Regions from separate parts of the Sus scrofa genome. Here region 2 is linked to region 1. Evidence: chromatin contacts called from public Hi-C data. All regions are on one chromosome and are shown on one strand. Each heading gives the region's core, a stretch centred on a gene start, on an enhancer-like site or on the middle of the called end of the contact. The rest is flanking DNA. Distances are from core to core; before and after follow the strand shown.

Evidence for each region. A called contact is a pair of places that touch in the nucleus more often than the background predicts.
Region 2: a Hi-C map of skeletal muscle shows a contact between it and region 1, with 1.6 times the contacts expected there. The contact joins the promoter of RNF144A here to the enhancer-like site in region 1. A contact is called at or near these places in 2 of 5 promoter capture datasets (fetal liver and liver), 13 of 47 Hi-C or Micro-C datasets (alveolar macrophages, fetal heart ventricle, fetal liver and 6 more) and 1 of 2 datasets of contacts at active chromatin or transcription factors (skeletal muscle).

What each region holds. Positions count from the first base shown.
Region 1 is chr3:128,818,464-128,823,626 of Sscrofa11.1, forward strand. All of the region lies in intron 3 of RNF144A (E3 ubiquitin-protein ligase RNF144A), which reads right to left. Among named protein-coding and RNA genes, the nearest start is that of RNF144A, 46 kb to the right of the region's middle. Within about 2 kb of position 3,243, at least 10 of the 83 cell types and tissues checked have an H3K27ac peak or open chromatin away from gene starts, as enhancers often do. A contact at or near this core is called in fetal liver, liver, omental adipose tissue and 2 more, where this site is marked.
Region 2 is chr3:128,864,690-128,869,852 of Sscrofa11.1, forward strand. RNF144A (E3 ubiquitin-protein ligase RNF144A) reads right to left here and starts at 2,414. Exons shown (of 11, transcript XM_021087902.1): 1 at 2,200-2,414.

The sequences.
Region 1 (5,163 bases), core at 1,993-4,492:
ACACAAATCTTCAACCAATAGATACTCTTCCAGGACACAGAGTGTACTTTTATAGGAATTCCGCCTCAAAAACAAAATACCTCCATCCCCTAGCAAATAATTTGCTTTTTTCTCCTGGTCTGATCTGTGCTGCATATTATCACGTTAGCCTCCGAGTACAACGACAAAAAATAAAACATAATCTAAATACACATCAAATACCTATGAAGCAATCAACCTTTCTGTAATGCAATAAGAGGCAGTGAGGAGCCCATGGATTAACTTCACATCAGACCTACAAAAGAGAAAGGTATTTATGATTTCTTTTCCAATTGCAAACGTATGGCATGATGCTTTAAAAGAGAAAATAGGAGAAAAGGCATAAAGAAGGCAAATGATCAATCCACCAACTAAGACTGACATCAAGGGGGTCAGGTTTATTGCAAACATCTAAGCAGGTTGCTTTAAAACTTTCTCCAATCTCTTTCTCTTACACACACACACACACACACACACACACTGGCATTACACTGACTAATGACTTCACACAAGCCTTTCACTGCCAAGTTCAAGCTCAAAGGCAGACAGTACTTTCTTCTGTTCTTCCTTTCACGCTGAGGGAAGTAAACAAACCACTTGTGAATGTGAGCGCAGCAGAGCTCCTGATGCCCCGGCTGCAGCAGCTCGCCCGTCCAGGGCGGGGGAATAAGGACGCAGAGGGCCACACATGGGGGGCCCAAGGATCTGCACGGGCCGCCAGCACCTCTTCCTTTTATAGGTGAGGAAGCTGGGGGGCTGGGAGATGAAATCAAGGCCAGGCAGAGAGCAAGCTGATGGCTCCTCTGACTCCAGCATCCTCTCCCCCCCATCCCATTGCGTCTGAGTTACCACCTTTTCCTCTCCACGACCAAGAGCGGGTTAAATTACATGTTTTGTTTTCACTTCCATGTTTTGATCAACACTTCCCGGGATACGGGCCCAGCAGCGGATGCTCGCACTGACCCTAGGGGAGAGCAGCATGCAGAGACGCCAGTGGATGGCTCTAACAGAAGCAAAGGCTCCCTTCCTGGTGAGCCTTCCAAGCATCAGCGCCAACTCTTGCTAGGCCAAGTTTCAAAAAATAAGATCAGAGGCCAGCATTGATCTGGAAACCTCTGCGGGCTTGGCTCTGCACCACAGACTCCCTTCCCAAGGCACAAACGCCTCCATCAACCCTGTGCATCTCCCCTAGTCCATCCCAGGGGAGAAAGAGGAAAAAAATAAATATAACGAAAGGGTTTCAGTGAGCAAGAAACCAAAACAACGCACAGCCGACTTTTCCTCCTCCCTTGCTCCTGTGGAGTTTCCCAAGGGCCTCCAAAGTCATAAGACAGCTTCCCAAATATGAGCGATACGCTCCACATCGCTAAAGGGAAACTTCTCAGCATCACAGAGTGTGAGGGCTGGGAAGGTGGCGGGAAGCGAAGGGTTGGGGAGGATGTGGCTGGGAGGAAAGTCTGTGACCTCCGCGCTGGCAGGACGGGGAGCTCAAAGACCTATTTGGTGCCTCACAGGTGGTGGGGCACCCACAGGACTTGGGGCTCTGTGGGCTGATCCAGCCGCCGTTCTCCAGCCTGGAAGGGAGCCTGCAGATAGAGGCAGGGAAACAACCCTGCAGACGTGTGGCCCTCCCACGTTCCATTCCAGATTTCAATCCCGCCTCTTCCTTCCCACCTTTTCCTGCTCCTGGCAACCCCAGATTTGGCACTGGGTGAGCCGTGCGAAAATTTCAGGGTCCTAAGATCCAGAGGCTGGACCCAAAGGCTCCCCGATTCCAGCCCAGGACACTTGGGCTGCATGCGATGGCACACCTGGCCCAGAGCCATGGCCCAGCTGCAGCAGCACCCTCTCCACGGGTCAGGGGCCCTGACCTCCCACGGTGGGGGTGGGGCACCTCCATGGGAGCATCTCACTTTCGTGCCCCCAGGAGGAAGAGAGCGGTCGGGGAACGTGACTGAGCCCCACGGTGGCTCGAGCAGAATTCAGGGAGGCCAGCCACCAGCTAAAGTAAAGCACCCAGGTGCCCTCTGCTCTAGACCTTGATCTCAGCCCCACCCCCTCCACGGTCACTTTGCATCCTGGATACCCAATCCGGGTCATGACCCTGACCCCTCCCCGCTCCACTTCTCCCTGACGGGTTTTTTCTAGAAAACGTGCAGTTTCTAAGTAACGTTTTCATCCTTTCGGCCTTCTAACATTTGTCTTCCAAAAAGCAGAGGCTTAAGATGTATAAGCTGAGTTGAGCTGGCCTTGGGAGAATAGGCAGAGATGTATAAAACTGTAAAAAAATAAGACAGCGTGTCTGACCACTGAACAACTGGAGTGTGGCTACTGCGGAGCAGGAAGGTCTGGGAGTTCCCACTGTGGCTCAGTGGGTTAAGAACCTAACTGCAAGAGTTCCTCTTGTGGCTGAGTGGTAATGAACCCAACTAGTATCCATGAGGATGCATGTTCGATTCCTGGCCTCGCTCAGTGGGTTAAGGACCCAGCATTTCTTTGTGGTGTAGGTCACAGAGGCAGCTCAGATGTGGCATTGCTGTGACTATGGCACAGGCCAGCAGCTGTAGTGCCAAATCGACCCCTAGCCTGGGAACCTCCATAAGCCAGAGGTGTGGTCTTAAAAAGACCAAAAAAAGAATAGATAGATAGATAGATAGATAGATAGATAGATAGATAGATAGATAGGACTGGGTCACCATGCTGTACAGCAGAAATTGACACAACACTGTAAATCAACCATACTCTAATAAAAATAAAATAAAAATTCACAGAAAGTGAAGCCTCAGCTTCTTGATTGCCCGAGGCTGCCAGGCCCCAGATGAGGTCCATGAAGGTGGCATGGGGCTGGTGAATGTTCCCCACGAGGCCCGGAGTGTGGGCTGAGAGGGACACAGCGCCTGGGCCCTCCCTCCTCACCCGCCCGACAGGACAGCCAGCCTGTGTCCGGACGGCCCTCTGGCCCCGGGCCTCTGACCCCTGTCCTTGTCTGTCATCTGTGTGTCTGCACGGGCAGGCGGGCAGGCCCAGAGGCAGGAGGGACCCCGGGGCTGCAGAGAGACTAGGGTCGAAGAGAAGAGGAGTCTGTGTCCTCCACGCCAGCTCAGATCACATGTGCGATTTGACTTGGGGAAAAAAAGAAAATTCCACTGCCACAAGGAAAGCGGTTTGTACATGTGGCCTATATTCACTGCCAAGGCCCTGTGGGTCTGAGATCCTCTGACTTAACCCTGCAGCCGCGGACAGGCTCTGGGTCTGGTAACACCACCTACCCCCACGGACAAAACCAAGGACCCGCAGCCCACTCAATCCTCTAAATCCCGTAGCTTCAGGCACACGCATCAGGCCCACAGTCAGGGCACCTGTGCCAACATGCAGGCAACACCCCTCACCGTTTCTGGCCAGAGTCACAGGAACAACGGTCTGATGGGGAGGGGGCAGCCAGCCCAGGACGCTCTGGGAAATCAGCTCTGATCACATGGACCTTCCCAGAAAAGTGGACACTGGGGTTTTGGCCTGGCCCCAAAAAGCCACATGAAAGTCCCAGGAACTTGCCACGATGATTCAGGAGAGAGGCTGCCACGTCACCAGCTAATGTGCAAGCCCCATCCTGACTGTGTGATGCTCAAAGGGCCTGGACTCCCCCAGTACCTCCGACGCCCCCGCTTCCCTACCCGGCCACTCTCTCAAGGTCTGTGCTGAGGGCTCCACGAACGACTAAGGACCTTTCTTCTTAGCAGGCACTACCTGAAACAGGTCATTTTACTCCTAAACTGGGTGATGGAAGGAGAACAGGCTTGTCCTTTACTCGTCTGTCTGCCTCTGTGCTCCGTCTCTGCACAGCAGCTTGCGAGTTAACTGCGCTTGGTCCTTCATTCACTCCCTTTTACCTTCTGGACCTTTCCCAGTCTCTCCAGGAGCGGCAGTTCAGAGCAGAGGCCTGCAGAGGGCTTTCAGGGGCAGGGCCCAGGGGAGGAGCCCCGCACCCTAGGGACAAATGTGCCTGTGCCCCGCGGTAGCCCGCCGTGCCACCGGCTGCTGGGCGAGCATCTGTCAGCTTCCCCCCCATCCAGCACATCCGAGATTAGGTGGCCTCAGCCCAGGAGAAAAGCTGAGCACCCGTACTGAGCAGCTCAAAACAGACAAGTCGGGATAGGGTGCTGGGAGGGCAGAGGGTAGGAAGCCCCTTTGGTGCCCACAGGGCGACACAGTTCATATACGGCAAAGAATGGAGGAAGGGACATCGCTTTTGCTTAAATTGAAAGCATCTGTAGAATCAGCTCTCTGAGCAGCCCTCTAAGTGTTCTCTAGTGTCTCACAGGAGGCCCAGAACTGAAAAGGCTCCGAAAGTCTAAGTGTTCAGAGAAATCACAGCATTATTCAATCCCACGAACGCAGGTGAGAGCCAGCTCTGTGCAGGAGCATTCTGCAGAGCCCCCTGCGAGCACTCGGACCAACCCCAGGTACAGGGCGAGAGTGGCCACCCTCCTCGGCGCAGCCACCAGCTGTCTCTATAGGTCAGGTACCGAGCCCAGGACCAGTGCCAAGGTCCCCTCTGCTTCCTCCCCGATATCACATGCTTCCGAAGAGCCAGGCACACACACACACACACACACACACACACACACACACACACACACACACACACACACACACAGAGAGAGAGAGAAATCCCAAACAAGAATTTTTAAAAACACAGCTCATCCATTCCCTCACTCAATGCATGACCCTCTAGCCATGGTCAAGGCCAAGGAGCTGCACAGCTCTTCCCACCAGCTCTTCCACTGGCACCCGGGATAAATCCGCTTACAGGGAGGAGGGGGCGGGCTCCAAGAGAAGCAAGCACATCGGGCAGGGAAGGGGCTCCTCCACTGAGCTGGCTCTCAGGACCAGCCTGCTGCAGACACATGGCCAAGGGGAGGGAGTGACCGCCGGGACCTCACCCCTGGGGCTCAGGCTGGGTGTGTGGCAGGGTGTCAGAGCACAGGAGGCTCCATGGAGGCTGGGGGCTGCCTTGAAGTTCAGATGTACACTCTGAACTTGGCACTAGAGGATCTGGGAGCCACTGGTGGAGTCTGAACAGACGGGAGGTTTGTCGCTTTAGAACTATTACTCCACAGCTAAAGGGCAGAGACACCAGTGGCAACC
Region 2 (5,163 bases), core at 1,164-3,663, 45 kb after region 1:
TGGGCCAGCCACGACCCCTGTGTGGCTGGGGTCCCTGGCCTCTCCCTGCCAAGCCCACAATATCCTCAGCCACAATGGGCAGGCGCGGCTGGGGATCCATGATGACCAGCTAGCTCTGGGGCACACAGGCTACGGGGACAGGCTTCCCCCATCTCGACACCAGAAAGACTCTCAAGAGGGAGGAGAAAGTGGAACAAAAGGCGGTGGTAGGGCCAAATTATGAACCACAGTGGAAAAACAGGCGACGTGGCTCCCAGCGTCTGGCCCTGCCCGCCGTCTGGCTGAGCCGCACGTTCCCCCACTGAGCGCCAGCGGCTCCAGCTAAAGTGTGTGAGGGCCCTTCCAGTTCCCAAACCACATCAACCCACAGGACAAGCAGCACGCTCAGGTGACAATCTGGATGCAGGGACCACACAGGAGTGAACCCGGGGAACTGGAACACGTTTACGGAATGTAGGGCTTTGAAAGTGCCCTTGCAGTTTTCATACCCCCATCTTCAGGGCCCACGGGCACTACACCGTTCCTCTGCCCGCTGCTCCCCCCACCTGAGTTCACCCTTCATCAGCTCCCCTTCCAAGGGTACTGACATTTCAATCAGAGCAGCTTTCAACAGGATTCCAACTGTAATTGTGCTGGATCTGGAAACTACCCCCTCCCCCCATTAAAATGAGGTCATTTCCATCCAGGTTTCTCAGTAGGTTCTCAATCCCTGCCTGACCTTTGATAAAGCGCGGAGGTGGGAGCCCGTGCTGGGACGAAAGGCCGCACACTCCACATGCCTTCTTCACTCTAAAGCAGTGCTCCGCTCACTCTCCTCCAAAACCATCCGTGACTCTAAGAGCAACAGGATCGAGTTTAAAGCGGGCCCGGAATGCCCAATTTCACGATTTACCCTCATCTGACTACTCTGGGCATAGTTCCTTTGCACTCTCTAAAAAAATAAGAAAAGCAAAAATTGAAAAGGCCCTAGAAAACCTCAAAAGACCAGGTCATCCTCGGTACCAGGAGAGGGATTCCAATCCCAGGGGCACTGGAGCTGCAAGTGCGGGAAAGTTCGGGGCACACCCCTGAAGTTCCATCCCCTCCTTCTGCTGGGCAGTTCCCTCTGCCCAGATTCCTTCTACCACCTGCAACCCGCCCCACCTTCAAGCATGGCTCTGTCACCCTCCTGAGCAGCAGCCCAGACCCTCCTCTCCGGGCCTCGCCCTCCTGGGAAGTCGCCCAAGCTCCGCAGGGTCTGCACCACCTCATTTTCCATCTTACACTTTTCAACACAGCTTGTCTGCCGGCTGCCCCTGGCCGGTGCACTGGAATGTGTCCTTATTAGATCCCCAGGCCCCCCTCCTAGGAAAGCGCTTCCTTCCCACAACAATTGAGAGCAAGACCAAGTGGGGTCTGTTCCTGGCTCAGAGACCAGAGCTCCCTCCCCAAGGGTCAGCAGGATTCCCTGGGCCGCCTTCCCCACCTTAGGCCTGGCACAAGGCAACTGTGGGATATTTTTCTAGTGGGTTTATTATTCTTCTTCTTCACTGGGAAGAGGGCAGAGAGAGAACTTTTGTCGTGACCAATCACCCTAAGACCTGCCTATGGAGACCATCAGGGTACAGAAAGTAACCCCTTTCTCCCCATGCCTGACCCTACGGCTCCCGGCTCGCACGAGTTCCCAGGGCTGGGTGCCCGGGATGGTGCAGGGGAGTCGGGGCATCACTGCCTGCTGGTGGGGTGCTTAGACCAACAAGGAAGTTTCTGCGCACCCCTTGGGAGAGGACGGTTTGGGAAGCAGGGAGGCGGGCCACTGAGGTCACTGGGCATCTGGACATGCACCGCCGAGCTCACAGGGCACCCGCCCACTCCACCAGGCTGACCTTTGGCCGCCTCCCCGCTCCCCAGCAGGTCGCCCTCGCCAGACCTCCTGGAACTGGGCATGAGTCCTGCAGCCCCCAACCCAGAGCCGTCCCCGCCCGCCACCTCTTCCCCCTGACGGGCCGGGGCGCGGGCACATGCCGATGCAGAGCCAACGTGTCCTCGGCCCTGGGGCCACCGAGGGGCAAGGCCAGGGTGGCGCCCCTGGCACGGACCCGCCATCGCCCCCGCCCGATCCCCGCGCCCGAAGCCGGCTCGGCACCGCCACCTCCACCGGGCCCCTCGGCCGCGCCCAGCTCCCGCGAGACGGACACAAAGGGGACGCGCGACACCCACCTGGTCCCGCGCGGCTGGGGCCCCGGGGCCGCCGCTCCTGCTCGGCCGCGGGCGGGGCTCCGAGCTCCGCGCCGAGGTCCGCGGTCGGGTGCCTGGGTCCGCGCTGCAAGTGGGCCGCCCGCGCCGCCCTGCCCGGAGCCGCCCTTTATTCCCGCCCGCCCTCCAGCCGGGGCGCACCGCCCGCGGGGGGAGAGTGGGCGGCGGCGCGAGCGGCACAAAGACGCGGGGCGCAGAGGCTCGGCCCGAGCGCCCCCGCCCGGCGCGCAGCGCCCCCTGCCGCCAGCCCGCCCGCCCGCCGCGCCCCGCCCTCGGCCGCGCAGGCCCGGGGACTCCCGCTCGCCCACCGAGGACCACGGGGCCCACGCCGCCCAGGGGATCACGAGGCGCCTCGTCCGGCGGCGGCCAGAAGACCGTCCCTGAGGCGGATGCTCCGGGGCCTCAAGATGAGCCAGCTCGGAGAGTAGTGGGTGAGCCCCAAACACGCTTGGCCGGCGGTAGAAACCCTCTCCGGCTGCGCAGGAGGCCAGGGCTCCAGTCCTGCCACCGACCAGATCGGGCCCCCTAGAACCTCGGCCTGATGCCCTGGCATGTGAGGACCTCGCGATGAAGGCTGAGGGCCTTGCTGTGCCAGCGTCACATGTCTTTCTGCCCCACTCCCTCATCGCTTTGAAGGATGGAGGAGAGGGGGCAACTTGGCAGTCCCTCCGTTCTGTGGATTCCAGAGTTCCTGGCACAGCAATTTCTTTCCTATTCTTAGGGTTCCCAGCTTGTTAGAGTCCAAGATCTTTGAAGGTAGAATTTTCCTGTAAGATTTATCTTTGCCACTCCCTCTGGTAGAAGTTACCCAAGCGCTAAATCATGTGTCTCAGGCATGCAGAGTTGAACAGAAATAACCGGTGTGTATGAAGAATGCTTTCTTCAAAGGAGACGCTCTTTTCTGCAGAAGTGAGGGGAAACCCACATCACAGGTCCCTTCCTCGGCGCCCTCCCTCCACAGCCTCGCCTCTGAATTCTGATGCATCACCTACCAGCCGCGTGACCTTAAGTTACTTAACTTTGTTGTGCTTCCATTTTCTTATCTGAAAAATGCAGATCTTGGCAGGGATTCAGTAAGGCAGATATGCATAAAGAAGTATCGACGTAACTGGAAAATGTTCAGGATTCACTCCATCACCCTTAGCTGTTCCCTGTCTCATTTTCCCCCAATTAAACAAGATTCCTAACTGTCTTGACATTCTGCATAATTTGTCTTCCTCTACTGCATATACATCTTTAAAAAAAAAAAATCACAAATCCATCTCCTCTACATTGAGCAGTTATTCTGGTAAATATTTCCCTCCCCCAAATATGAATGAGCATTTCTGATGCCTCTGTCAAATTCTTTGTGCAAATGTCATCATTCAAGCAAAAGGCACAATGGAAAGAATCTTACCAGCACTTGAAAATGACAATAGTTCTGCAGAAAGGCCTAAGCTTCACAGAAAATATAAGCCCCACCCCCGCCCCATCCTCTGCTTGTGGTACCTGGGAGGTAGGGGTGTGATACTCCTTGTGAATGAGTGATTCTATGAATGAATGAGAGGATGGCAGCAGACACACAGGGAAGGTGATAAATGGGTCCGTGCTGAGATGCAGATGTTTCTGTGGTAAGCAGGGACATTGGGAGTCAAGTGGGGAGGAAACAGCTGAGGCTGCCCCGGGAGTGATGAGGTGCACACACCAGCCTCTTACCCACCTGTGCCATTGAGACTTGTACGTGCTTCCCCGGGGATGCGTGTGTCTGTGTGTGTGCATGTGTGTGTACCTGTGACTTCCTTCCCACGTGTGTTTGCGGCCATTAACACGACTGTTGTGGGGGACATGGGGAAAGAGGATGCCACCCCGATGATGCCATTTGCATCAGGCCATCCAGGGCATCTCAGATGCACTTATTCTTCCTGGAGTCTTCCTAATCCACCAGTGCCTCCCCCATCCCCAGATTCCTGGTGACATTGTATAATAGTGTGTCTCCATGCTGATCATGGCATCTGTTACACTTCTCTCTGATTATCAGGTCATAAGATTCTGCAGAACAGCCATGAAGTAATTGTTGTGTGGGGTTTCACATGGGGCCTGTGCAGCCTAACTGCCAGAGTCATCTGCTCTGAGCTGTGCTGCTGAACAACCTTCCTGGTCTCTCAGATAAGCAGCCTGTGTTTCTCAAGGTCACGCCCACCCATCACTGGATGGTTTTCAATCCAGTCCTCTGCACGGGTCGGGGCTCTCAGCCATCTTACCCAGATGTTTTCAGGGGTTTTTTTTTGGTTGTTTTTTTGGCTTTTTGGTTTTGTATTATGGTCGCACCTGTGGCATATAGAAGTTCCCAGGCCAGAGATAAAATCTGAGACGAAGCTGTGACCTACACCACAGCTGCAGCAATGCCAGATCCTTAACCCACCGTACCACATCAGGAGCTCCTCACTGAGAGCTTTGTCATATCAAGCTCATTTGAAAAGATACCCATGGTGTTTGTGACTGCGGGCAGTGGGACTCATCACCCACTTCTGAATATGCCCCTCCTCTTTGAAGACCTACTAAAGGCAAGGTTCTGTGCTGGATGGTTCTGTTACAGCCAGGGGCGCCCCTTCCAGGGCCCGAGCGTGGCCTCCTGTCTGACACTGGGAAATGCATGGTCTGAGGAGACACAGGGGCTGACAAAGCGAAAGCCTGTGGGGAAGGGGCGCCCAGGCAGAGAGCAGCAAGGGGGAGGAAACCCCGGAGAATTGCTCGCCAGTCTCTGGTTTTATGGGAATGGGGTTAGTTTCCAGGTCTTTCTGGCCAATCGTCTTGCTCAGCCCATACTTGGTGTGACTCAGGGAACCAACCAAGAAGTTGGTTCTGGCACCAAGGATCCTGGGAAGTTAGTCGTCTCCTCCCTCCTACGGGCCCCTGCCAACTCCTCCCGGTTGGCCCTCAGGGCAGCAC